Linked DNA regions of Zea mays: regions 1, 3 and 4 are each linked to region 2. A link is a contact called in public Hi-C data. All regions are on one chromosome and are shown on one strand. Each heading gives the region's core, a stretch centred on a gene start, on an enhancer-like site or on the middle of the called end of the contact. The rest is flanking DNA. Distances are from core to core; before and after follow the strand shown. Region 1 holds the start of LOC542115 (glyoxylase 1). Region 2 holds the start of LOC103641124 (pentatricopeptide repeat-containing protein At3g59040). Region 3 holds the start of LOC103641126 (transcription factor GTE7). Region 4 holds the start of LOC103641122 (pentatricopeptide repeat-containing protein At5g66500, mitochondrial).

Region 1 (6,085 bases), core at 1,778-4,277, 170 kb before region 2:
GACATGTTCAGTATTTATTGCCATGCAAAACGGATTGAGTCCAGAACAATGATATACGTGATAGGCTAGGGGGAGCACCAATTGAACAGAAGTTTGTCCAACGCAGGTTGAGATGGTTTAGGCATGTCCAACGAAGATCTACAGAGGCACCAATGTGCAGTAGGATTCTAAGGCACAGAAGCAATGGAAAGAGAGCCAAGGGAAGGCCAAAGTTGACATGAAAAGAGACGATAAAAGGTGATTTGAAGAGATGAAATATAACCAAAGATTTAACCTTGAATAAGCGTGCATAGAAAATAGATATCCATGTGTCTCAACCTTGACTTGTGGTTTCTGTTGGGTTTCAACTCTAGCCTACCCCAACTTGCTTGGGACTAAAAGGATTTGCTATTGTTGATGTAATGAATGTGCAAAAATGGGTGATCAAGGCTATTGACAAAATAAGAAGAGCATTCCTTTGGAAGGGAAAGGAAGAGGTGAGAAGGGGTAATTGCCTAGTGGCTTGGGAAAAGGTTGCAAGACCAGTTGAGTTGGGAGGACTTGGAATACCAAATCTGAAAACAATATGTTGGGCGCTTCAAATGAGATGGTTGTGGTTAAGTAAAACTAATGTTGGACGAACTTGGACAGGTCTAGATATCCCACTCCAACCTCAGGTGCATGCAATGTTCAAACTATCTGTGGTTACTCATGTTGGATCTAGGGCCAACACTTTATTTTGCACAGACCAATGGATTCATGGCCAGTCCATTCTACACATTGCAGCTGAGGTGGTGGCATGTGTCTCCAGCATGGTTTTAATTCCACATCTGTGGCTAATGCTCTAGCCAACCATAGTTGGGTAAGGGACATCAGTCGTGCTCTGTCCTTGGAGGGTTTGATTCAATATATCTAGGTCTGGGACATTTTAGAGGGCATTAATCTTTCTCACAAAGAGGACCATTTGAATTGGAAACATGACGCAAGTGATCAGTTAGTCACCCATCCCCCCCCCCCTCTTGTATTTGAACTTGTTGTCTGGTTCCTAACCCTTTCGTTTCATTTTAGGGAGCAAGGTCTTGTAATTGTAAGGCTCTGCCTTTTCCACTCTCTTTTATATATTGATACGCAGCTCTCCTGCGTGTTCGAGAGAAAAAAAAATGCCAAATAACTGCAAGTACCTTGTAATCAGGTACATCCTTCTTCCTTAGGAGCTTCATCCCTAGGGCCTGCACGAAAGGAAAGAAACAATACATCATCATGTATGAGAATGAGACTGCTCCTCTAGAGATAAAAAGAAAAAAATGCATCTCTAACTTTTGGAATAGCCCATCTTTACAAAAGGAAAGAAAATACCTTCTCATAAAACTTGATAGAACGCTCAAGGTCACCAACACGAAGCATGACCTGGCAAAGAGGCTCAGGTGTGTCAGCCCTCTGGATAAGCTCAAACATGTAGCCATCAGGATCCTGTGCGAAGGCAATAACAGTGGATCCTCCCTTGACAGGACCAGGTTCGCGGGTGATCTTACCACCCTTGGATTTGATATTCTCAGCTAACTTGTACACCTGCATTTGCATCCACGATATCATATATAAAACATAATTCTTCAGCATGAATAGCTTATTGCAAATCGACAAAGCTTACATCATCATTAGCAATTGCGAAATGCCCAAAGCCCGTTCCAATGTCATACTTGTCAACGCCATAGTCTGTTGAATAAGGGTGAAGTTATTACCATATTATAAGTTACAGAAAACGAAAATAATGTCCAAGAGAAAGAATTAGGTCAGTTCATATAAAGAGAAAAAATATCAATTGCTAACATTTTTATCAGGTTGACATACAAATTGTGCAACTGCAAACATTAGTAGCATAGTGAAACAATTGTGCCATAAACAAAACTTTCACATGTCCCTGAACATACTGTATGTCAATTCAACTGCAAAGTTGGTGTTCTCTGGCCCAAAGCCAAGGAAGGCATTGGTGTACTTCTCATCAGGAACATCCCTTTTCCTCAGCAGTTTCATCCCAAAGCATTCCGTGTAGTACCTACCAGAATCATATAATGTCACATAAAAAAGCATAATCATAGCTGCAGGTGTTGCAAATGTCATTTACAATACAGCAGCATACTTGATTGTGCGGTCCAGATCCCCAACACGGTAAACCGCATGGAGCATCCTCTTGCTGTCGTGTTTATGCCAGTCAACCACAGCCTCAGCTGCCTTCGAGGCTTCACTACCGGTTGCCATCCCTGATTAAAGAGTTGCACATTTCATAAGAACAAGGGAGGAAAGTGATCTTAAACAAAACGAAGAACGAAAGCATCAGGCTTTCATATTGCTTCAAAAACCCTCTTTTTCTTTCAGTAGAGAAATATACATCTCAATTACTCAAAGCTTTTCTCTGAAAAGCAGAAGATTATCAGAAATATCACGCTTTCCTATACACTAAAGGATCCGTGCTCAAATGACAGAACACAAGGTGAATGGATCTCCTTTTTTTCACGGTTCATTTTTCATCCGAATGCCAACCTACATCTAAATCTTTTTTATGCTGAAAAGGACAGCAGCACGGGTTGCAGCTCAACCAAATCAAACACACAAAGATGCAAGGCTCCACCTTGGAGAACTTTGAGGATGCATTAGTCATCTATCCGACGGACACACAGCAAAATGAACGAAGATGGGAGTCCTAACAAGATGGGAACCCAAATCTAGGGGCGCGGCCAGCCATCTAGGTGACCAGGCGGGGGGCGGCCAGACGGCCAGGCGGAGGCGGGCGGGGGTCAGCGGGCAGCCCTAGCCGGGCAGCGGAAATCGCGCCGTGGCCAGGTCGGGCGTCCAGCCGGCCAGGGCCCAGCGCGACCAGGTGCTATGGCGGCAGAGGAGTTCATGGATTCGGAGGTTGACGCTGACCTTAGCTCGGATTCGGACAGGATCTGACTCGATTCGGTGAAGCAGCACGCGCAGGCACAGCGGTGATCCTTGTACCGATCACACACACTCTCTCTCTCTCTTCTCACCTTCTGGTCTTCTCGCTTCCTTCCTCCGGTGGGGAGTGGAGACGAAGGCGCCGCCCATAAATAAACACGTCATACGGTCCACAGGACAGGACTGCCAACTGCCGAGCGCGAGAAGGTTCACTGCTTTTTTTTAATTATTATTTTCTCTCTTGTCTTGAAAAGAGAAGGATTTATTAAAAAAATGTTTTCTCTTTTATATAAAGCAACTACTAATATAGATGGAGAAGGTACAAAGTTGGTTTTTTAGATTTCTTTCATGTACTTATATGATTATATCTATACATTGTGCCTAAATATATACTATAAAGATAATCTATCTAAAAAAACTAACTATGGCCTAAAACATTGCCTTTCGCTTCAGACTGTAGGAGTGGAGTTTTTTAAAATATATAAGGTGGGATGAACAAAGATAGCCTCATGAACACAACAGCGCTTAGCTAACTATTGTAAGAAAACAAAAATAATATGGATCCTGCTACAAATACGCGCGAACGTACAGGTCAACGCAGAGAGGGCTTCGTCACCGCTGGAGTCCACGGGCATAGAGGGCTCCTGCTGCCTAGGACCAGGATCAACACCATTGTTGGTCTTAGCAGTGACGACAGCACCTGCTAGAAGATACAGGAGCAAGACGAGCGTATAGGCAGCCGGAGCCCAAGCAGACATCACCGCTGCGTGTTGGTATAGCCTGCGCGACATGATGGCTGCTGGGTTGTTGGCAACTTGAGCCTCCAAGACCTTGTTTATAGAATCGCCTATCAACAGCAAATCAATCAAGTGCATGCATGACACCATCAGATAGATATAATGGCAGCTGGATTGCAGCTATATACATGGATATATGGCTGCAGGCCGGTGTGGCAGCATGCATATTGTGAGAAAACAACGTGCTGAGCGATCGAGATGGCGGTTGGGGGCGGGCTGACACCGCAAGCAGCACGTTTCAAGTCAAACAATTGTGCCGTTTGATTCACGTATTAGTAATGTAATGGGTAATCGATAACGTTAAATAATGTTTGTTTAAGTCCAATCGTAATCGATACCACACTACAAATGAATATTGACTTATTCAAATTTGTTACCGCCGGTATTCGAGTGTGAATCGTTACTATTGTCATTTAAGTTACATTTCGTGAACCAAACGACACCTTAATGTATAGAGCATCAGTTTCAACGGTCGTCCCGCGTCATTTTTTTAAAAAATAACTCCTCACAGCTATTTCAAATTAACCCGTTGCACGCCTATAAATGGCCAAACGGTGGGCCGGCATGGGCCAGACGCCCGCGGGCCACAGCTCTGGCCCATGCACGTCATGCCGGCCTACTGACTGTGTCAGTCCGGCCTGTTAGCCTATCTGTCCATTTTATCCCGCGTCATTTTTTTACAAATAACCCCTTAGAGCCATTTCAAATTAACCCGTTGCACGCCTATAGATGGCCAAACGGCGGGCCGGCATGGGCCAGACGCCCGCGGGCCACAGCTCTGGCCCATGCACGTCGTGCCGGCCTGCTGACTGTGTCAGGCCGGCCTGTTAGCCTGTCCGTCTATTTTATTAAATCAGCGTAAAATATTAAAAACGATGTAGAAGATGGGGTTTAAACCCATGCCTTGATGTAAGAAGGGCGAAAGACAATGAGTAAAGCTATTTAACCAGTAGAACATAATGATCAAATATTTTTAATATTGAATATAAATTGTATATATGTATATACGTTTTTTTGTAAAATAAAAAATACAATTGTGTCGGGCCGGGCCAGCACTACCACTACAGGAATCCGAGTCTTTGCCGAGTGCTTTTTGTCGGGCACTCGGCAAAGACTTCTTTGCCGAGAGCCGCACTCGGCAAAGTCCTGCACTCGGTAACGATGTCGTTTACCGAGTGCAGGACACTTGGTACAGAAATACACTCGGTAAAGACAAGTTTGCCGAGTGGCAAACACTCGGCAAAGGTGGCTCTCGGCAAAGGGCCATCAGCGGCCGTTCTAAAGCTGATGGTCGTCAGCCTTTGCCGAGGGTCGGCACTCGGCAAAGAACTCTTTACCGAGTGTCTTCTGTGGACACTCGGCAAAATATATTTTTATTTTTTAAATTTTGTCCACCAAACTTTTTGTGGTATGTTCCTACAATATGTAGACCTACATGTATCATTTGTGGACAATTATAACAGAGTTTTCAATCGGTAGTAGATTTAGTTCGTTTATTTGAATTTCTTCGGAAAATTCAGATTTGAACTGCAGGTCACTCGAAACTTGAAAAACCGTGCATGCAAAAATGATATACATGCTACTTAGCACAAGTTACGACTGATTCCAGGAGCGGACCGAAAACTTCGAGTAACATGCTCACTAAACATGGACGTGAACTTGCCATCCACATGTTTAAAAATTGTATAAAATACAAACAAAGTCAGAAAATCATGAAACTTGTCCACGTGTCATGATATCATATATAGATATTATGATAAAAATTTTAGAAAGTTTCGAGAAAGTTGAGACGTAATATGTGTAGAAACCTAGGAGAACTACACATGAAATCATAGAGTTTCAATGTAGTTCTCCTAGGTTTCTACACATAGTACGCCACAACTTTCTCAAAAATATTCTCAAATTTTTATCACAGCCTCTACATATGATATCATCTCCAGAGGACAAGTTTCATGATTTTTTGACTTTGTTTGTGTTTTATACAATTTTTAAACAACTCGATGACAAGTTCACGACCATGTTGAGTGAGCATGGTGCTCGAAGTTTCTGGTCTGCTCATGAAATCGGTCGTAACTTGTGCTAAATAGCATAGATACTATGTTTGCATGCACGGTTTTCTAAGTTTCGAGTGACTTGCAGTTCAAATGTGAATTTTTCGAAGAAATTCAAATAAACGAACTAAATCTACTAGCTATAGAAAATACTTTTCTAATTGTCTCAAAATGGTACATGTAGGTCTACATAGTGTAGGAACATACCACAAAAAGTTTGGTTGTCAAAATTAAAAAATAAAAATATACTTTGCTGAGTGTCCAAGGATGACACTCGGCACAGAAGCCTTTGCCGAGTGTCAAATGGGCGGCACTCGGCAA
Region 2 (6,078 bases), core at 3,122-5,621:
TTTTCATTTTCTAAGTCATGATCATTAATTTTAGCACTAAGTTGAGCTATGTGATCATTTTGTTGTTTAATTAAGGTTAGGTGATCATGAATAGCATCAACATTAATATCTCTACATCTAGTGCAAATAGTAACATGCTCAACGGTAGATGTAGAGGGTTTGCAAGTATTTAATTCAACAATCTTAGCATGTAAAATAGCATTCTCATCTCTAAGATTGGAAATAGAACCATTGCAAACATTTAAATCTTTAGCCTTAGCAATTAATTTTTCATTTTCACTCTTAAGGCTAGAGAGAGATGCATTCAATTTGTCAATCTTAACAATCAAATTAGCATTATCATTTCTAAGGTTGACAAGAGAATCATCACTAACATTTAATTTCTCAACCTTAGCAATCAATTTATCATTTTCAAATCTAAGGATGGAAATAGTGTCATGGCAAGTGCTTAGCTCACTAGTTAATTTCTCACATTTTTCTATCTCCTGAGCATAAGCATTTTTAACTTTAACATGCTTCTTATTTTCTTTAATTAGGAAGTCCTCTTGGCTATCCAAGAGTTCATCCTTCTCATGAATAGCACTAATCAATTCATTCAACTTCTCCTTTTGTTGCATGTTTAAGTTGGCAAAAAGGGTGAGCAAGTCATCCTTATCATCACTAGAGCTAGCCTCATCACTAGATGTTGCATATTTAGTGGAAGCTCTAGATTTTACCTTCTTCTTTTTGTCGTCCTTTGCCAAGAGGCACTTGTGGCCGACGTTGGGGAAGAGAAGACTCTTGTTGACGGTGATGTTTGCGGCGTCCTCGTCAGAGGAGGAGTCGGTGGAGCTCTCGTCGGAGTCCCACTCCCGGCAAACATGGGCATCGCCACCCTTCTTCTTGTAATACTTCTTCTTCTCCTTCCTTCTCCCCTTCTTGTCGTCGCCCCTGTCACTATCACTTGATAATGGACATTTAGCAATGAAATGATCGGGCTTACCACATTTGTAGCAAACTTTCTTGGAGCGGGGCTTGTAGTCTTTCCCCCTCCTTTGCTTGAGGATTTGGCGAAAGCTTTTGATGATTAAAGCCATCTCCTCATTGTCGAGCTTGGAGGCGTCGATGGGAAGCCTACTTGATGTAGACTCTTCCTTCTTCTCCTCCGTCGCCTTGAAGGCGACGGGTTGCACCTCGGATGTAGAGGTGGCGCCTTGCTCGATGATTTTCTTGGAGCCTTTGATCATTAATTCAAAGCTCACAAATTTTCCTATTACTTCCTCGGGAGACATTAGTTAATATCTTGGATCACCACGAATTAATTGAACTTGAGTAGGGTTAAGGAAAATGAGTGATCTAAGAATAACCTTGACCATTTCATGGTCATCCTATTTGGTGCTCCCGAGGTTGCGCACTTGGTTCACCAATGTCTTGAGCCGGTTGTACATTGCTTGTGGCTCCTCCCCTTAGTGAAGCATGAAGCGACCGAGCTCCCCCTCGATCGTTTCCCTCTTGGTGATCTTGGTCACCTCGTCTCCTTCGTGCGCGGTCTTTAGCACGTCCCAAATCTCTTTGGCACTCTTCAACCCTTGCACCTTATTATACTCCTCTTGACTTAGAGAGGCGAGAAGTATAGTAGTGGCTTGGGAGTTGAAGTGCCGGATTTGGGCTACCTCATCCGAGTCATAGCCTTCATCCCCCACGGATGGTTCCTGCGCACCAAACTCAACAATGTCCCAAATACTAGCGTGGAGTGAGGTTAGATGGTGCCTCATTTTATCACTCCACATACAATAATCTTCACCGTCAAAAACTGGTGGTTTGCCTAGTGGGACGGAAAGTAAAGGGGTGCATTTGGAAATGCGAGGATAGCGTAAGGGGATCTTACTAAACTTCTTGCGCTCATGGCGCCTAGAAGTGACGGAAGGCGTGTCGGAGCCGGAGGTGGAGGGCGACGAAGAATCGGTCTCGTAGTAGACCACTTTCTTCATTTTCTTCTTCTTGTCGCCACTCCGGTGCGACTTGACGCGTGGAGGTGACTCCTCCCTATTCTTGTTGCCGGACTCCCCCGACGGAGCCTTCCCATGGCTTGGGGCGGGCTTTTCGTCAGTCACCATCTCCTTCTTGGCGTGAGCTCCCGACATCACTTCGAGCAGTTAGGCTCTTAATGAAGTACCGGGCTCTGATACCAATTGAAAGTCGCCTAGAGGGGGGTGAATAGGCAAATCTGAAATTTATAAAGTTTAAGCACAACTACAAGCCGGGGTTAGCGTTAGAAATATAATCGAGTCCGAAAGAGAGGGCGAAAACAAATCACAAGCAAATAAGAGCGGATGACATGGTGATTTGTTTTACCGAGGTTCGGTTCTTGCAAACCTACTCCCCGTTGAGGTGGTCACAAAGACCGGGTCTCTTTCAACCCTTTCCCTCTCTCAAACGGTCACTTAGACCGAGTGAGCCTTTCTCTTCAATCAAATGGGACACTTAGTCCACTACAAGGACCACCACAACCTGGTGTCTCTTGTTTTGATTACAAGTGTGTTGGAAACAAGAATATAGGAAGAAGAAAAGCGATCCAAGCGCAAGAGCTCAAAAGAACACAAAAGTCTCTCTCTAGTCACTAATTTGTTTGGAGTGATTCTGGACTTGGGAGAGGGTTTGATCTCTTTGTTTGTGTCTTGGAATGAAGTTTAGAGCTCTTGTAGAGGTTTGATGGCTGAAAACTTGGATGCATTGAAGTGTGGTGGTTGGGGGGTATTTATAGCCCCAACCACCAAAATGGCCGTTGGGGAACTCTACTGTCGAAGGGCGCACCGGACAGTCCGGTGTGCCACCGGACACTGTCCGATGCGCTAGCCATGTCACCCAACCGTTAGGGTTTGACCGTTGGAGCTTCTGACATGTGGGCCACCAGACAGTCCGGTGGTGCACCGGACAGGTCCTGTTCACTGTCCGGTGCGCCATCTGACGCCTGATTTGACTCTGCGCGCGCAGTCGGCACTGTTCACTGTTCACTGTAGCCGTTGCAGACGACCGTTGGCGCGGGTAGCCGTTGCTCCGCTTGGTACACCGGACAGTCCGGTGCTACACCAGACAGTCCAGTGAATTATAGCGGAGTGGCTCCCAGAATTCCCGAAGGTAGCGAGTTGGAGAGAATCCGCCCTGGTGCACTGGACACTGTCCGATGGTGCACCGGAAACTGTCCGGTGCGCCAGACCAGGGCAGCCTTCGGTTGCTTTGCTCCTTTCTTTTTGAACCCTTTCTTTGAACTTTGTATTGGTTTATTGTGAACCCTTGGCACCTGTAGAACTTATAATCTAGAGCAAAGTAGTTAGTCCAATTATTTGTGTTGGTCATTTCAACCACCAAAATTATTTAGGAAAAGGTGTGAGACTATTTCCCTTTCACCATGTACCCCGGTTCTGTAGGTGCATAACAAGTTCCTCCATGTGCGACTGCTCGACCTCCATGCATGGCTACTCGAACTCCGTTGCGACCTCTGTTGCTCGTCCTCCACGTGGGATGCTCATCCTTTGTTGCTCCCCTAGCGGTGGCGGCTGCTACTCTGGTGCTCCCTCCACAACTGCGACACAACACTAGAGTGACAGCTGAGTGGTGGCAGCTGGACTGAAGGCGACTGTGTGGCGCTAGAGGCTAGTTCAAGAGATTTAGGAAGAAACAGAACTGAATAGGCGAACACGTGGTCACGAGTATATGAGGCGATCCATGCTTGGTCTCACTAGCGGGGCAGGTTGGGGCGTTGGGCCTTGAGAGTTGGGCTAGGCTGCTAGCATGCTAGTGTGGGCCTACCCAACCTTAAGACACAACACAAACGGGGTGGGTTGACAGGTTTTGGGGACTAAGAATAGAAAACCATACCACATTCTGCTAGACCCGATGGGGAATGATTTTGTAGCATATGGATCCCTGTGGGGATTAAATTGGCATCGTACCCGTTCTCTAAGGGCTTATTTGGTGACAAGAGACATGAAGAGGAGCCATGAGTGAGAAAATCCTCGCTATTTAAAATGATGACAAGAGAATTAGAGAGGATCTACTAGTGAGGAAATCTCTCGATGTTTAAAAGAGAATTGGAGGGGACCGATCCCTTCAATTATTTTATCACCAAACCACCTCTAAATGAAGAATTCTTTACTACTCCGTTTAGATGTCGATATTGGAGAGAATGAACTAAATTGAGTTGAATATTAAATCATGCATGATATTAAAATGAGATGTAATTCCAATTTTATTGTTTGGATGTCATTGAATTGGAGTTTGAAATTGTGCGATCTAATTCCATTCAATACCGAGGAGTGAGACTTTGTATTTGGAGAGCGGTTTCTAGTTATTCCAAATCTCAATTTCATATACAACCAAACAACATAATTTAGCAAAGCTGATTCTAATTCATAATTCTGTGTTCTAATATATACATCCAAACGGGGTCTCGTGATTACCCTATCCTCCTCTCTTTGTAGAAGCAAAAGAAAAGATCCTGCTGTTCCCTCGTCAGTCGTCATCCATTCCCAACACAGATGCAAAACGGGGAGAGACCGGGTTTATAAGCAGATAGTCGAGGAAGGAGAGGTTCTCCACACTTCACCTCGCCGATAAGGCTGCCGCGCCCTCCCTCACTCCCGCGGTCCTGCTCCCTATGGAGTCGGCGGCGATTGGGTCACAGTCTCCGCTCTCCTTCCCCTCCAGCCTCTGGTGCGTGTCTCTGCTCCCTGCGAGTCCCCTTGCGCGCGCAGTGTGTCACTGTCAGCGTCTCAGCGGACCGTGGGTGAGGAACAATTTATCCGCGCGCCGCGATGGTGCGGGTTTGTTGTGATTCGCGGTGGGGATGTTTATGCTCTTCACTGTCCCGTGGGTGGGGAGTGGATTGGATGCGGCTGGCATTGGCGTCACAGGGGAAGACTCTAGAGCTGGTAGCATTTGGCTTGGAGCGTTACTTTGTTTAATTTCCTCCAGACCCGCTGGTGGGTCTCCAATTCGCGGCTGCCTCCGTGTTATTCGACTGGTGGTAGACGTCTGCTCGGCTTGCGCGCGCGAATATCACGGTGTACAAATGTGGCCTTCTCCTTGACGGCCTGCTTCCTTCAGCCTTGGCCATGAATGGTTTGTCAAACAAGCATTTGGGATGGTTCCACTGTTCATTTCAGTCAGAATGAGCCCCATAGCTTTATGGTGGAGAAGAAAATGTTGTTTTACAGCATTAGCAACGCATCTCTGGGCTGCAAGCTAAATTTCTGCCGCGCTCAAATTCCGTGCAATCTGTGTTCTTGTGTGTGGGTTATGTACGCTTATAACTGTTCCAGACTTTAGATATATTCGATTATTTACAGTAGTCATTGATCTTCCACTTTCTTCAACCATGACACTTACACTTCCAATATTAAACTGACTCTTCCAAGATATCTGCTCATGTCATATTTATGGGGTAAAAAAAATACTGTACCCAGCATCCAGGTTGCCATTCGACATGCTGAAAGAATCATTTTTGTGGGGGTGGGGTAGGGGGTCTCCAGGGCTGTGAAGTCATTTGTTGCTTAGTATTATTCAGGGTTCACAGGGAATCAGGGATCTGTCAAAATCATGTTATGTCCACTTCCAGATAAGAGACAGTTTCGTCATGTAACTTCTGTATATTCAATAAATTAACCTGCATTTGAATGTGTTACATTGTGCTTTTCCCTGCGATGCCCCCCCTAACTCTGCCTGGAACCTGTTTGACTGTTTCAGCAAAGGAAAAGTATCATCTAGTTTATCAATATACAATGTGAAGATCAAGAGCAACTGTAGGCTTGAGGTGGTTTGCCATGGGATGTTAGCTACAAGAAAGTTTATGCAAAGGAAAAAGAAAGAAGAAGTTTTCAAGGATGGTGCTGATGAGACCGAGCAGATGAATTGGAGGAGAATGATGAGAGAGATAGAGCAGGAGGGATCAGCTGTACCCATTCTGAAGACCCAGCGAAACAGGAAAGAGCCACTTCCACGGGATGTTATTCTTGGGACTCTTATTCGGTTCAAACAATTGAAAAAGTGGAATATTGTCAGTGAGGTATACTCACTTGCACCAGATGACCCATATAGAAA
Region 3 (6,358 bases), core at 2,915-5,414, 200 kb after region 2:
ATACTCGGATAGACCCTAGCCTAACTATAGGAGCAAAAGTCTCCTCAAAATCCAAATCTATGACTTGGGCATAACCTTTTACCACAAGTCTGGCCTTGTTTCTTGTCACCACCCCGTACTCATCTTGCTTGTTGCGGAACACCCACTTTTTTCCCACAACGTTTTGCTTTGGACATAGCACCAAGCTTCAAAATTCATTTCTCTTTAAGTTGTTGAGCTCTTCCTGCATTGCCATCACCCAATTTAGATCCTGCAAGTCTTCTTCTACCCTGAGAGGCTCAATAAAAGAAACAAAGGAGTAGTGCTCACAAAAATTAGCAATACGTGAACGAGTAGTTGCTCCCTTGCTCATGTCACCTAGGATTTGGTCCATCGAATGATCCCTTTGGATGGTGGCAGACCCCATATGAAAATGATAAAGTGAAGTATTAATTATGTTGAAACTTGGATATTTAGGGCGATTCCACATGTAACTATTTGAATATCTGGAATCTGGTAAGATATCTAGGAAGATGCTCGGATATCCGAAATCTGAAATCCGAACAGGTATCTGAGAAGATATCCAGATATCCAAAATCCAACAAATATCAATCATCTCATATCCGTATCCGATATCCTAACTATACTATCCAAATCCGAATTCGAAATCCAAAAATTATGTAGATATCCGAAAAACTATCCAGTCGGATAATTAGCCTCTTCGGACGGTTGGATGCTCGGATAATATCCGTATCATTTACACCCCTAGGCGGGAGACACAGTCACGACCGGTCCAAGGCCAACCACAGGCAGGAGACGTAGTGACGGCTCGCCCGAGGCTGCCTTCGGGTAGGAGACGCAATTACGCCTTGCCTAAGGCCACCCTCGGGCGGGAGACACAGTAACGGCTCGGGAGACACAGTCACGTCTCGCCCGAGGCCACCCTCGGGCGGGAGACACAGACACAACTCGCCCGAGGCCACTCTCGGGTGGGAGATGCAGTCACGAGTCGTCTGAGGCCATCCCCGGGCTAGAGACGCAGTCACAACTCGTTCGAGGCCACCCGCAGGCGAGAGACATAGTCATGGCTTGGGAGACGACCATGGCTCGTCCGAGGCCACCCTCGGGAGGGAGACGCAGGCACGGCTCACCCTAGGCTTCCCTCGGATGGGAGATGCAACAATGGCTCGCCCGAGGCCACCCTCGGGCAGGAGACATAGTCACGCCTCGGGAGCGTAGTCATGGCACGCCCGAGGCCGCCCTCGGGCGGGAGATGCAGTCACGGCCCACCCGAGGACAACCCTGGGAGGGAGACGCAGTCATGGCTTGCCCAAGGCTACCCTCAGGCAGGAGACGCAGGTATGACTCGCCCGAGGCCAACCACGAGCGAGATACACAGTCACGACTCGCCCGAGGCCACCGTCGAGTGAGGAACACAGTCACAGCTCGCCCAAGGCCGCCCTCAGGTGGGAGACACATTTACAACTTGGGAGACACAGAAACGACTCGCTCGATGCCAACCTCCACGGTAGACACAGTCACGGCTCGCCTAAGGCCACCCTCGGGTGGGAGACAAAGTCACGACTTGGGAGACGGTCATGGCTCGCTCGAGGCCACCCTCGAGCGGGACACACATTCACGCCTCGCCTGAGGTTGCCCTCAGGCAGGAGACACAATCATGGCTTGAGAGACGTAGTTACGCCTTGCTAGAGGCCACCCTCGGGTGGGAGACACAATCACGGCTCGGGAGATGGTCACGGCTTGCTCAAGGCTACCCTCGAGTGGTAAACACAGTCATTGCTTGCCCGAGGTCGCCCTCTGGCGAGAGACATAGTCCTGGCTCAAGAGAGGTAGTCACGACTCGCCTGAGGCTAACCTCTGCTGGAGACGCAATTATGCCTCGCCTAAGGCCACCCTCGGGCGGGAGACACAATCATGGCTCGAAAGACGGTCATGGCTCGCATGAGGCCACTCTCGAGCGGGAGACACAATCACGGCTCGCTCAAGGCTACCCACGGGCAGGAGACACATTCACAGCTCAGGAGACGCAGTCATGCCTCTCCAGTGTTGTCCTCGGGCGGGAGACGCAGTCACATCTCATCTGAGTCCAACCTTTAGGGGAGACACAATCACTCGCCCGAGGCCACCCTCGGGCGAGAGACGCAGTCACGACTCGGGAGACGGTCACGGCTCATCCGAGGCCACCTTCGGGCGGGAGACACAGTCATTGGGAGATGTTCACAGCTCGCCCGAGGCCACCCTTGGGCGGGAGACACAGTCACAGCTCGCCCAAGGCCTCCCTCGGTCGGGAGATGTAGTCATGGCTCGCCTGAGGCCACCCTAGGGCGGGAGACACAGTCATGGCTCGCCTGAGGCCTCCCTTAGGTAGGAGACATAGACACGGCTCACCCAAGGCCTCCCTCAGGCGGGAGACACAGTCATGACTCGGGGGACATAGTCATGGCGCGCTCGAGGCTGCCCTTGGATAGGAGACACAGTCACGGCAAGCCCGAGGCCACCCTTGGTCGGGAGAAGCGGTCATGACTAGCCCGGGGCCAACCCCTGGCGGGAGACGCATTCACGCCTCGCCTGAGGCTGCCCTCCTGTGGGAGACACAATTACGGCTCGGGAGACACAATCACGACTTGCCCGAGGCTAACGTCTACAGGAGACATAGTCACGCCTCGCCTAAGGCTACCCTTAGGCGGGAGACGCAGTCACGGCTCGGGAAATGGTCACGGCTTGCCCGAGGCCACCCTCTGGCGGGAGACACAGTCACGGCTTGGGAGACGGTCATGGCTCGTTCGAGGCCAACCTTGAGCGGGATACGCAGTCACGGCTCGCCTCAGGCCACCCTCGGGGGGGGGGGGAGACGCAGTCACGGCTCGCCTTAGGCCACCCTCGGGCAGGAGACATAGTCATGGCTCGCATGAGGCTGCCCTTTTGCGGGAGACACAGTCTCATCTCGGGAGATGCAGTCACGGCTCGCCGAGGCCACCATCGAGTGGGAGATGTAGTCACGCCTCGTGCGAGGCCGCACTTGGGCCGGAGACGCAGTCACGACTCGCCCGAGGCCATCCCCGAGCCGGAGACGCAGTCACGACTCGCCCAAGGCCAACCACGGGCGGGAGACACAGTCATGACTCACCCGACGACATCTCGGGCTATGCTCCGGAAGGTGTCCAACTCCGCCGACTAGGCGGATCGGTCGACCAATTCTATATTAACTCTTTAGAAATAATTTATGCGATATTGATAATGTTTGCCACACGGATTTTGCATATCATAGTGATGTTTGTTCTTCTGTATCTATGTTTTATACAATTTTTTTTACTCCCGTCGCAATGCAGTAGCACATACCTAATTTAACATTAAAAATATATGTCAAGCTTTGACCACATTTACATATTATTTTACAATCTCTATAAATAGATATCTAGCGATTCATTTAATTTTTATAAATAGTTAATATGTAAATAAATTTAAATATGTCATTCCAAAATGAATGAAGTATATGAGTGTGTGCACCGAAATTTAAATAAAAATAACGAACAAATTAATCTGTATATTGTAAAATGGAGAGTTGTAGTTGATTAGGTATTTTGGATTCTAAATATTTATTATACTAGGTATATTTGTATCTTGGACTCAAAAAAATCCCATGTATTTACAATTATTTTTTTAATATTAATTAATTTTATCATTTTATATCACTAGTAATACAAGATTACTATAATTATTTATTTAGCATATACATATTTTAATACTTTAAATGGTGTACATAATTTTTCTAGCATAATATGAAAAATAAAATCATTTGTAATTTGTAATTAGTATAAAAGTAGAATTCTAATGGTTTTATGGAATCTTTTTTATTCTCGGATATGGATAATATTGGATATTCTACGGTTTTATCGAATATGAATCTAGATTCGGGTAGAGAAAAAACTATAAATCAAATTCGGACATATCCTTTTAATATCTATATTAAAATTAAATACAAATATTCATATTAGCATTTTAAATGAATAAAATATCGATAATTCGGATGTCCAACATCTGAATCCATGATAATTCCTTTGGTCCAAGGCCCAAACTCGAGTGGGAAACCAGCATACTCACCTTTTGTGTCTCATTTCCGGCCCCACGAGTCCACGACGCCCACAGCTGCAAACCACCACACAACTCGACCAGTCCAGAGCCGGTCCTCAGATGGCCTCCACGTAGCACGCTTCCACATCTCCCCACCCCTCGTCACCTCGTCCTCAGCACCCCAAGTCCCCAAGACCCCAACCAACATTTGCCGAACGGATCCCGCCCGAGCCCGAGAGCTCGCGAAGCCCAGGCCCAGCCAGACCCACGAAGCGATGCAACGGAGATAGTGAGATCGCGTGAAGCCGCCGATGACCTCCGCCGTCCTCGCCGGCCGGGATGAGGTCCACCACGGACACCCGCACCACCGCCACTGGGGCGGCGCCCGCGCCCCCCTCATGCCCAAGCCATCCTCCAATCCTAACCCTAGGCGCTACCGCCCGGGACCAAACCCTATCGTCAGTGGCTCGCCGCCGGCGCCGCGGGCCGGTTCGGCTGTCGCGGCTGAGCCCTTGCCGTCGCCCTTAAGGCACGTGAAATTCAGGCCGTCGGAACTGACACCCGCCGAGGCCCGTCATCTCCGCGAGCGGCTCACCGGCGAGCTTGGCCGCGTCCGCGCTTTCGTCTCCCGCATCGACTCGTGGCAGGACGGGCGTCGCCGGGGCCCGGAGCCCGAGCCGGAGCCTCCCGCGCGCCGCTCTTCCCCGCCGCCGGCGCTGGTGGAGGCGATGCGGAGGCGATGTGCGGATATCCTGACGCGGCTGCGGAGATCGAAGAAAAGCGTGTGGTTCAATTCCCCCGTCGACGTGGAGGGCCTCAAGCTGCACGACTACCGCGCCATCATTCGGAGCCCCATGGATCTCGGCACCGTCAAGCAAAACCTCACCGCTGGCCGGTACCCCTCGCACGAGGCGTTCGCTGGCGACGTCCGGCTGACCTTCAACAACGCGCTGCGGTACAACCCTCCCGACCACCACGTGCACAGGTACGCCGGCGACCTCCTCGCCACGTTTGAGGGGATGTACAAGGAGGCGGTCTCGTGGTTCGAGCAGCAGCGCCAGCAGCTCGAGCCGCCAATGCAGCTTGATCTGCTGCCACCACCACCACCACCGCAACTCCCAGTTTCTGTGCCAGTGCAAGCGCCCCTGAGGATGTGGGGTGGGAGGAGGCCCAAGCCCAAGGCTAGGCAGCCAAACAAGAGGGAGATGGATGAGGAGGAGAAGCAGAAGCTGAGGGTGGAGATTGAGAACCTGCCTGAGGACAAGGTGCTGAATGTGCTGCAGATTGTGCAGAAGAGGAACAGAGATCCAGCATTGTCGGGGGAGGTTGTGGAGCTTGATTTCGATGAGCTGGATATCGAGACCCTATGGGAGCTTGATCGATTTGTGGTCAATTGGAGGAAAGCTCTAAAGAAGAGCCAGCGGAATTCTAGGATGAATGGTGATGCTGCTGTGATGAATGCAGATGCCATCGATGCGACAATTGTTCCGGATGATGATGACAGGGTCGAGGTTGCTGTCAATCCGTCTGTGGTGGTTGAAATTGGAGAGTCGGTATGGCATTCAGAAGCAACCTAGCTGTTTTATAGTAGTTTTCATGAATTAGTGATGTTTGCACTATGTTCTAATGTTGATCCTGTTTCTGTCTCCTATTTTAGGAGACTGACGTTCCAGAGAAGAATGAAGTGGAGGCTGAGATGGGTGACGAGTATGTGGATATCGGTGATGAGATGCTGACGATGAATTACCAGTCGGTGGAGATCCAGAGGGATTCCCTGGCCGCCAGCAGCTCAAGCGGACCAGGAAGTGGCTCGTCTTCATCAACTGGTACGGTGGAGCAAATAAAGTTGTCACCACAAATGCTGGGTTATGGATTTAGTAGCTCGTTAATTCATTAAAACTCCTTGCAGATTCGGACTTGGACCCTGAATCTGATGGGGATAATGCAAGCGCCCCGCACTAGGTGGTTGCTCTTTTATCTGACTGTAGTAGGATTAGGGACGTGTAGGTGACCCATTTGGCGAGTCATTTTGAAGGATTAGGGACGTGCAAATTGGGGGTCATGTAAGTCTTTGTTGTCATGTGTGTTCGTTTGTGTATGTGGGTGCAGCTTAGGTTGTCGGTACTTAGTGAATTGGTAGATGCTTGTGTAGATTGGGAGACTGCTGTAAAGAAGGGAATATAATCTGGAACAAAGTGGAAAAGTAGCAATGCCTTGGCATTTCATGTCTGTTGCTTTCTTTTGTAGGAGTATATGTTTATTACTGCTGTAGCCGATCTATTGTGCA
Region 4 (5,961 bases), core at 530-3,029, 200 kb before region 2:
CTGCTCAGTTAAATGTTTTTCGCAAAGAACGCCAGAGAATAAATTATAATAACTTGACAACAATGTTCATTGTGGACTTTATCTGAAATCTCCAAATATTTTTAATGCAATATTATTTTTCCACAGCAATAAATGACTTTAAAGGTAAGAGGAGTTGCAGTCTATTTCAGTCACTGCTTTATCCACAATCTACAGTTCTGCTGGCACTAAAGTTCACATATCTGTACATGCTATATCTGGAAATCTCTGCTTTTCAACATAGATGCAGTGCTGCGTTCTAGTTTAGCTATTCACTGCTTTATCCAGAAATTTCTTGTGTCTGTAAGCATTATAGCTGGTATGGTGTACTTTATGCTGAGAGTTGATTATATATTGGCATGTGCACTTCTTTGTTGCATAAAAATCCTAATTGAATGTGGTGAAAGCACCTGTATAACACCGAATCTTCAAGCCAGTTCAATTTAGCATTGCTATGAAAAGGTGTAAGGAACTCAGTCTCGGTTTCTTTGAACTTAACATGCATTTTGCAAAGCGCACCAATGTTAGAACCATTGTGGACCTGATCTGAAGTCTATTTATACAACCCCATTTTACCACTTACCAATTTGGCTGACGCATTTCACCTACTTAGAGTTTGCATGCCAAGATGTTGTACTTTGCTTGGTGAGGCTGGACATCATCTCCCTTTGTCTAGCATGTGTGTGCACTCCCCACTCCAGATTCTCTTGTTTTGAGAAGTGCTGTATACTTGGATGACCTGACCAGATGCATCATGCAATTTAATTTTCCATGCTCGTTGATGTGATGATCACACATGGAATTAGTCTCTTTCATTTAGATTTTAATGGTTTGCTTCTCCTTGCAGCCCTGGAAACAATAAGTTGATGCTGGAGCTCCAGAACTGTACCTGTTTATAGAGTGATGGCGGGTTTTTTTTTCAGTGAGTAGTCTGGTGCCTGGTCATCCAAGACCGATGAATAATCTGTACTTGTTGGGGACTAAAGATTGCCAATGAACTTTAGCACGCAGTGGTTATGTGCAGCTGGTGTAGTAAATTCAATTGTGCTCTGTTTTCCCTGTTTGTGTTCATTATAGTTGTATTTATATTTATTTGCGGGGTGTGCGCGGATTGCTGTACTACACCTACTCTGAAGTCGCGACCGATGTATTATTTGCTGTTGGATATGGCATGCTATTGAGGTTATAGCTCGCTATATATATATTTGGTTTCGTTGCTCATCTGTTGCTGTAGTCCCTGGGTTGAATAGGGTCGTTTCGTTGTGTGCTTATCTGCCTGTTTCTGAAACGGCTACAAGCAGCGGTTATCAATTGCTTCGGCAATTGGACTTTAAATTCCCATGGCTTCTGTGTGTTTTTTCCAGGTTGGGCGAAACTGCTGCTAAAAAAGCCACTCTTGAATCAGCCCCCTGCAAAGCCGCAAGGGCATGGAAATGCGATTACAATTTGAAGGCAAGGTTTTTGTGTTCATATATTGCTTCTCCTGCATACCCCAATATGAAAGAGTCTGACTCCAGAGCTTGCTTGAGCAGAAGCGAGGCTGGCTCCAGGATCAGATCACCTTGCTATATTTTTGAGGACGTGTGGCTTTTTTTCATGTTGATTGTCATTTACAGGATGTTTGTCAAATCGACCCACTCACTCGCCGGTACAAGTAGTAATGGATCATGATCAAAATATTACTTCACAATAAATTATGGTACTTAATTAATTTTAGTTTTGAGTCCTCCTATCCTGACACGCCGACTCGGCACAGTTTCTTGTTCTGGCCCGGGAGGGCCACGCAGCGGTCGGTATCCACAGTGCCTTCTGCTCGGCTGCTCAAGTCCTCTCGGAACTCCAACTCCTAATCCTGTTCCGCCTGCAGTCTTCCTCCCACGCTGGTGGGTGCCGAGTGCCGACTGCCATCTCGCGATTGAGGGATCGCCGGCTTGTTTGGGCACACCGGCAGGCGGCGGACGTGCTGGGTTTATTAGCAGCAGTCTCGTGTTATTAGCGGCATTCAACAACAGTCCAGCAGTAGTAGACTAGTAGGTTGAATGGTTGATAGCTATCACATGTTCATTCCGGGTTAGCCTCTCCTCTCTTGCGGCCTCGCCGCTCTGTTTCAGTGGGACACCGGAGTCGGAGAGGAGACTCGTTCGCTTCGCTCGACGGGATGGCGCGTGCACCGCGGCCGTCCGCGGTACCCACCCTGCTCCGCCTCCTCTCCTCCCATCCCAGCCTCTCCACCGCCGCCCACGCTGCCCTGCTCAAGTCCTCCTCCCTCACCAGCGCCGTCCCGGTCGCGGCCACCGCCCTCCTCACGGCGTACGCGAACGCGGGGCACCCGGGCGCCGCGTCCCGCCTGTTCGACGAAATGCCCGCGCCGGACGCCGTCGCGTGGAACGCGCTCCTCGCCTGCCTCGTCCGCCACGGGCGCGCGGGGGCGGCCGCCGCGGCCTTCCACGGCATGTCCGTCTCCGCGCTCCCGCCCACGGCCGCCACCCTCTGCACCATGCTCAAGGCGTGCGCCGCGTCGCGCGCCGCCCGCCCCGGCCGCCAGCTCCACGCGCGGGGCGTCGTCTCGCGCCACGCCGACGCCGACGTCATGGTGGCCACCGCGCTCGTCGATCTCTACATGAGCTGTGGCCACGTGGAGGACGCCATGAGGGTGTTCGTGCTGACAAGGTGCCCGAAGGACGCTGCCCTGCACAATGCCGTTCTCTCAGGATGCGTGGAGAACGGACGGTTCAGTGACGCCTTCTCGACGCTGAGGCGGCGGACGGAGCTCAATGGGATCTCGCTGACGGCTGCTCTCACGGCCTGCGCGGCCACAGCAAACCTGGCCTACGGTACGCAGGTGCATTGCAAGGCTCTCCGTGGCGACTTTGATTCGGACACCATCACATGCAATGCGCTTATTGACATGTACGCAAAATGTGGGAGGGCGACGGCTGCGCGCGTAGTGTTCGACCGGATGGCTACCAGAAACGTGGTCTCCTGGTCAAGTATGATGGGCGCTTATAGTCGCCATGGACATGGCGTTGATGCTTTGGATTTGTTTAAGCTAATGGAGGAGGCTGCGCCAACGGTCCTGCCAAACGCAATCACATTCCTGGCGGTTCTGTCAGCCTGCGGACACTCTGGTCTGGTGGACGAAGCTCAGTCCATGCTACATTTGATGAAGAGCAAGTACGGGATCGATCCACAGCCGGAGCACTACGCATGTGTGATAGACATGCTCGGACGTACAGGCCGTGTTGACGAGGCTTGGGATCTGTATTCTAGTCTTCTAACCGCAAGTCGAAATAAGCCTTCCAGCGCTATCAGTGTCGCTATGCTGAACGCGTGCAGAGCAAACGTGGATGCTGCAAGAGGAAAGGAGGTGGCTGTGCGCATGCTGGAGGCTGATCCACGAAACCCTGGGATTCATGTGTTGATATCGAATTTTCATGCTGCTCTGAGACAATGGCCTCAATCAAATGAATCGCGGAGGATTATAGTGGACAAGGGGCTCAGGAAAGAAGCGGCTAGCAGCCATGTCTGTTTTGGCTAAAAGCTAATTGTGCACATATCTTGAAAACATTTGCTACGATAAATTTGGATATTCGGGACTTCAAACATCGTGCTTCGCACTTTTACTATTTGTAACGATGACTTCATAAGAATAGGACACAAAACACGCAGGTGCAGAAGGGCATAAGTGTCCTTTCAGGTGCTAAATGCAAGGAGAGAGATTAGAAAAGATAGGAAATCAGAAAATGACGTTAAACTCAAGTGTCACATATTTCCAGTCCTATTTCTACGAAGTCAACGTTATAATGACAAAAGCATGAATCATGACGTTTAAAGTTTCAAAAATCCAAATTTCTCATTTGGAGAGTGTCAAAGGTTGGGATACCATGGTAGCCAACCAAACGAACCCTCCACACTAGTACATGTGTGATATCCTGGCCCCTGAAATGGTGATATCTGGACTTAAGACTTAATAGAATTAATATAGTATCCATACCAACGAGGTGTGTCTTTTTTTCAGAAGCCTATCTCATAAGAATCTACAAGTTAAGTGTGCTTGGCTTGAAGCAATTTGGGATGAGTGACCGACAGAGAAGTTTTTTTAGGTACGCATGAGTGAGGACAAAGTGCGCACAAAAGACTCCTGTTGGCCTACGGGGACAATATACCCAACCCCCAGAATATCAGTAGAAATGAACACTCTTCTGATATTTCATTTAAAAAGAACTGCCATTGTGCAGTTTGGCATGATTGTAGTGAGATTGAATCTTTGTTCTCTTAGGAAGCATTTGGTTATAGAGTATGGTGGAATAGAGTCATACTGCTCTTAATTTGTTGTTGTTTAGATTGATTCCATGTAGAACTGAGTAGTTCGAAAAATGGAAAATTATGCTCAAATATTGAACCTTTTGACTCCCCAAAATCCTTCGGATGGAGCCGTTTAATTCTAACTAGCTCCGAAACCAAATACTACCTTACATTTTGGTTTCATAAAAATGATCAAGCGAGGAAGCCATAAATAATGCAGGGGAATGGATGTGATCATGCGAGGAACTATTTCATCCCTTGGAAACTATAATTTGATCAGTTTAACGACTCCAAGTCTTATATTGCTGGTTTTAAGAGCATCTCTAACAAAAGTCCTAACTCCTAAATGAGGTTGTATTTTGAAATATAGAACTCTAACACAAAGAAACTTGCTCCAACATGATCATATTTCACAAAAATCATCAAATAATTATAGGAGTCCTATCCTCATTTTATACACAATTTCTAACATTTTATTTTCTAATAATATGATCTATTTTCTAATAACGTAATATATGACTGTTGAACACCAAAATGAGCCGGCGGACTGTCCGGCCCTGAGGCCGGACGATCCGCGGTCCGGACGGTCCGCGCCTGTGGGCCGGAAGGTCCGCGCGTGCGCAGAGCAGATTAGGGTTCCGAGTTTTGTGCTACGGTTGTTAGCTAAAATCACGGGAAAAGTTCGGAAATTAGTTTGTAAAGGGTCCAGCCCCCCTCCTCTATAAATAGAGAGGTATACGGCCGATTTGTAATCAACAATCGAATCAATACAACTTCTATTTCGTATTTTATCTTAGGAGTAGTTCTAGTTTAGCCCTAGTTTAGCCTTCCAATCCTCAAATTCTCCGCCTCTCCTCGACTCTACGTCGATTAGAGGAGTCTAGGTCGGTCTACCCGAGCCTAGACAACTCCTAGGATCTCTCCTCCCCGACGGGGTCCCTCCCGGGAGCGAGATCCAGGCGCCGTCGGCGATCTTCCGCCGCCCCTGCGCACGCGCGGACCGTCCGGCCCTAGGGTGCGGACCGTCCGGCCGTCAGGCAGGGAAACCGAGCTCTTGCACCAGGTCGCGGACCGTCCGGCCCTGGGCCGCGGACCGTCCGCGCCTGACCAGAGAGCACCGCCGCTGGTTCTCTTGAGTAATTGACGCCTCCAAAAAGGTGTCAACATACTTTTTGGCGACTCCGCTGGGGACAACACATATAGACCTATCAAATCGGCCCTCAATGGCCGATTCAAGAGATAGCTCTGAGGTTTCCACCAGCAATATCATCACACCGACATGGGAAGCCTTGCCGGCTGAAGAACAGCTCCTGTTCGAGGAGTGCCAGGAGCAGCTGATCCAAGAAGCAAAGGCGAAGTTCCTGGCTGACTTCAAAGTGGACAGGAACAACAAAGTCGTTCGGCAACGGGCGACAGATCTGGCTTCGCTCCGACCTACTACGATTACCCCAAATGTAAGTAGCACCAACGAACTCCAATCTCTTAAAGCTTACATAGACGAACAGCGAGAACAGATGCAAAATATCATAGGGGTTATGCAAAACGATTGTAGGAGACTAGTACGTGCATTTGATAAATCTAGTATAGCAAATTTTCCTTCACACGAGGTTGAATTAGGAGATAATACACGGAATACAT

The links. A called contact is a pair of places that touch in the nucleus more often than the background predicts.
Region 1: a Hi-C map of leaf shows a contact between it and region 2, with 7 times the contacts expected there. The contact joins the promoter of LOC542115 here to the promoter of LOC103641124 in region 2. A contact is called at or near these places in 6 of 25 Hi-C or Micro-C datasets (ear, leaf and tassel) and 1 of 3 datasets of contacts at active chromatin or transcription factors (leaf).
Region 3: a Hi-C map of leaf shows a contact between it and region 2, with 6 times the contacts expected there. The contact joins the promoter of LOC103641126 here to the promoter of LOC103641124 in region 2. A contact is called at or near these places in 10 of 25 Hi-C or Micro-C datasets (bundle sheath, ear, endosperm and 3 more) and 1 of 3 datasets of contacts at active chromatin or transcription factors (leaf).
Region 4: a Hi-C map of ear shows a contact between it and region 2, with 2.9 times the contacts expected there. The contact joins the promoter of LOC103641122 here to the promoter of LOC103641124 in region 2. A contact is called at or near these places in 4 of 25 Hi-C or Micro-C datasets (ear, leaf and tassel).

What each region holds. Positions count from the first base shown.
Region 1 is chr10:61,161,540-61,167,624 of Zm-B73-REFERENCE-NAM-5.0, forward strand. It overlaps LOC542115 (glyoxylase 1), which reads right to left and starts at 3,028. Exons shown (of 9, transcript NM_001371619.1): 1 at 2,902-3,028; 2 at 2,117-2,237; 3 at 1,908-2,032; 4 at 1,628-1,692; 5 at 1,336-1,548; 6 at 1,161-1,208. The coding sequence starts at 2,235.
Region 2 is chr10:61,330,560-61,336,637 of Zm-B73-REFERENCE-NAM-5.0, forward strand. LOC103641124 (pentatricopeptide repeat-containing protein At3g59040) reads left to right here and starts at 4,372. Exons shown (of 7, transcript XM_008664493.2): 1 at 4,372-4,692; 2 at 5,725-6,043. The coding sequence starts at 4,637.
Region 3 is chr10:61,529,034-61,535,391 of Zm-B73-REFERENCE-NAM-5.0, forward strand. LOC103641126 (transcription factor GTE7) reads left to right here and starts at 4,165. Exons shown (of 3, transcript XM_008664495.4): 1 at 4,165-5,624; 2 at 5,729-5,897; 3 at 5,981-6,358. The coding sequence starts at 4,383. The coding sequence ends at 6,033.
Region 4 is chr10:61,132,358-61,138,318 of Zm-B73-REFERENCE-NAM-5.0, forward strand. It overlaps LOC103641122 (pentatricopeptide repeat-containing protein At5g66500, mitochondrial), which reads left to right and starts at 1,780. Exons shown (of 1, transcript XM_008664492.2): 1 at 1,780-3,623. The coding sequence starts at 2,177. The coding sequence ends at 3,556. It overlaps LOC100193069 (V-type proton ATPase subunit D), which reads left to right. Exons shown (of 2, transcript NM_001138235.1): 2 at 866-1,203.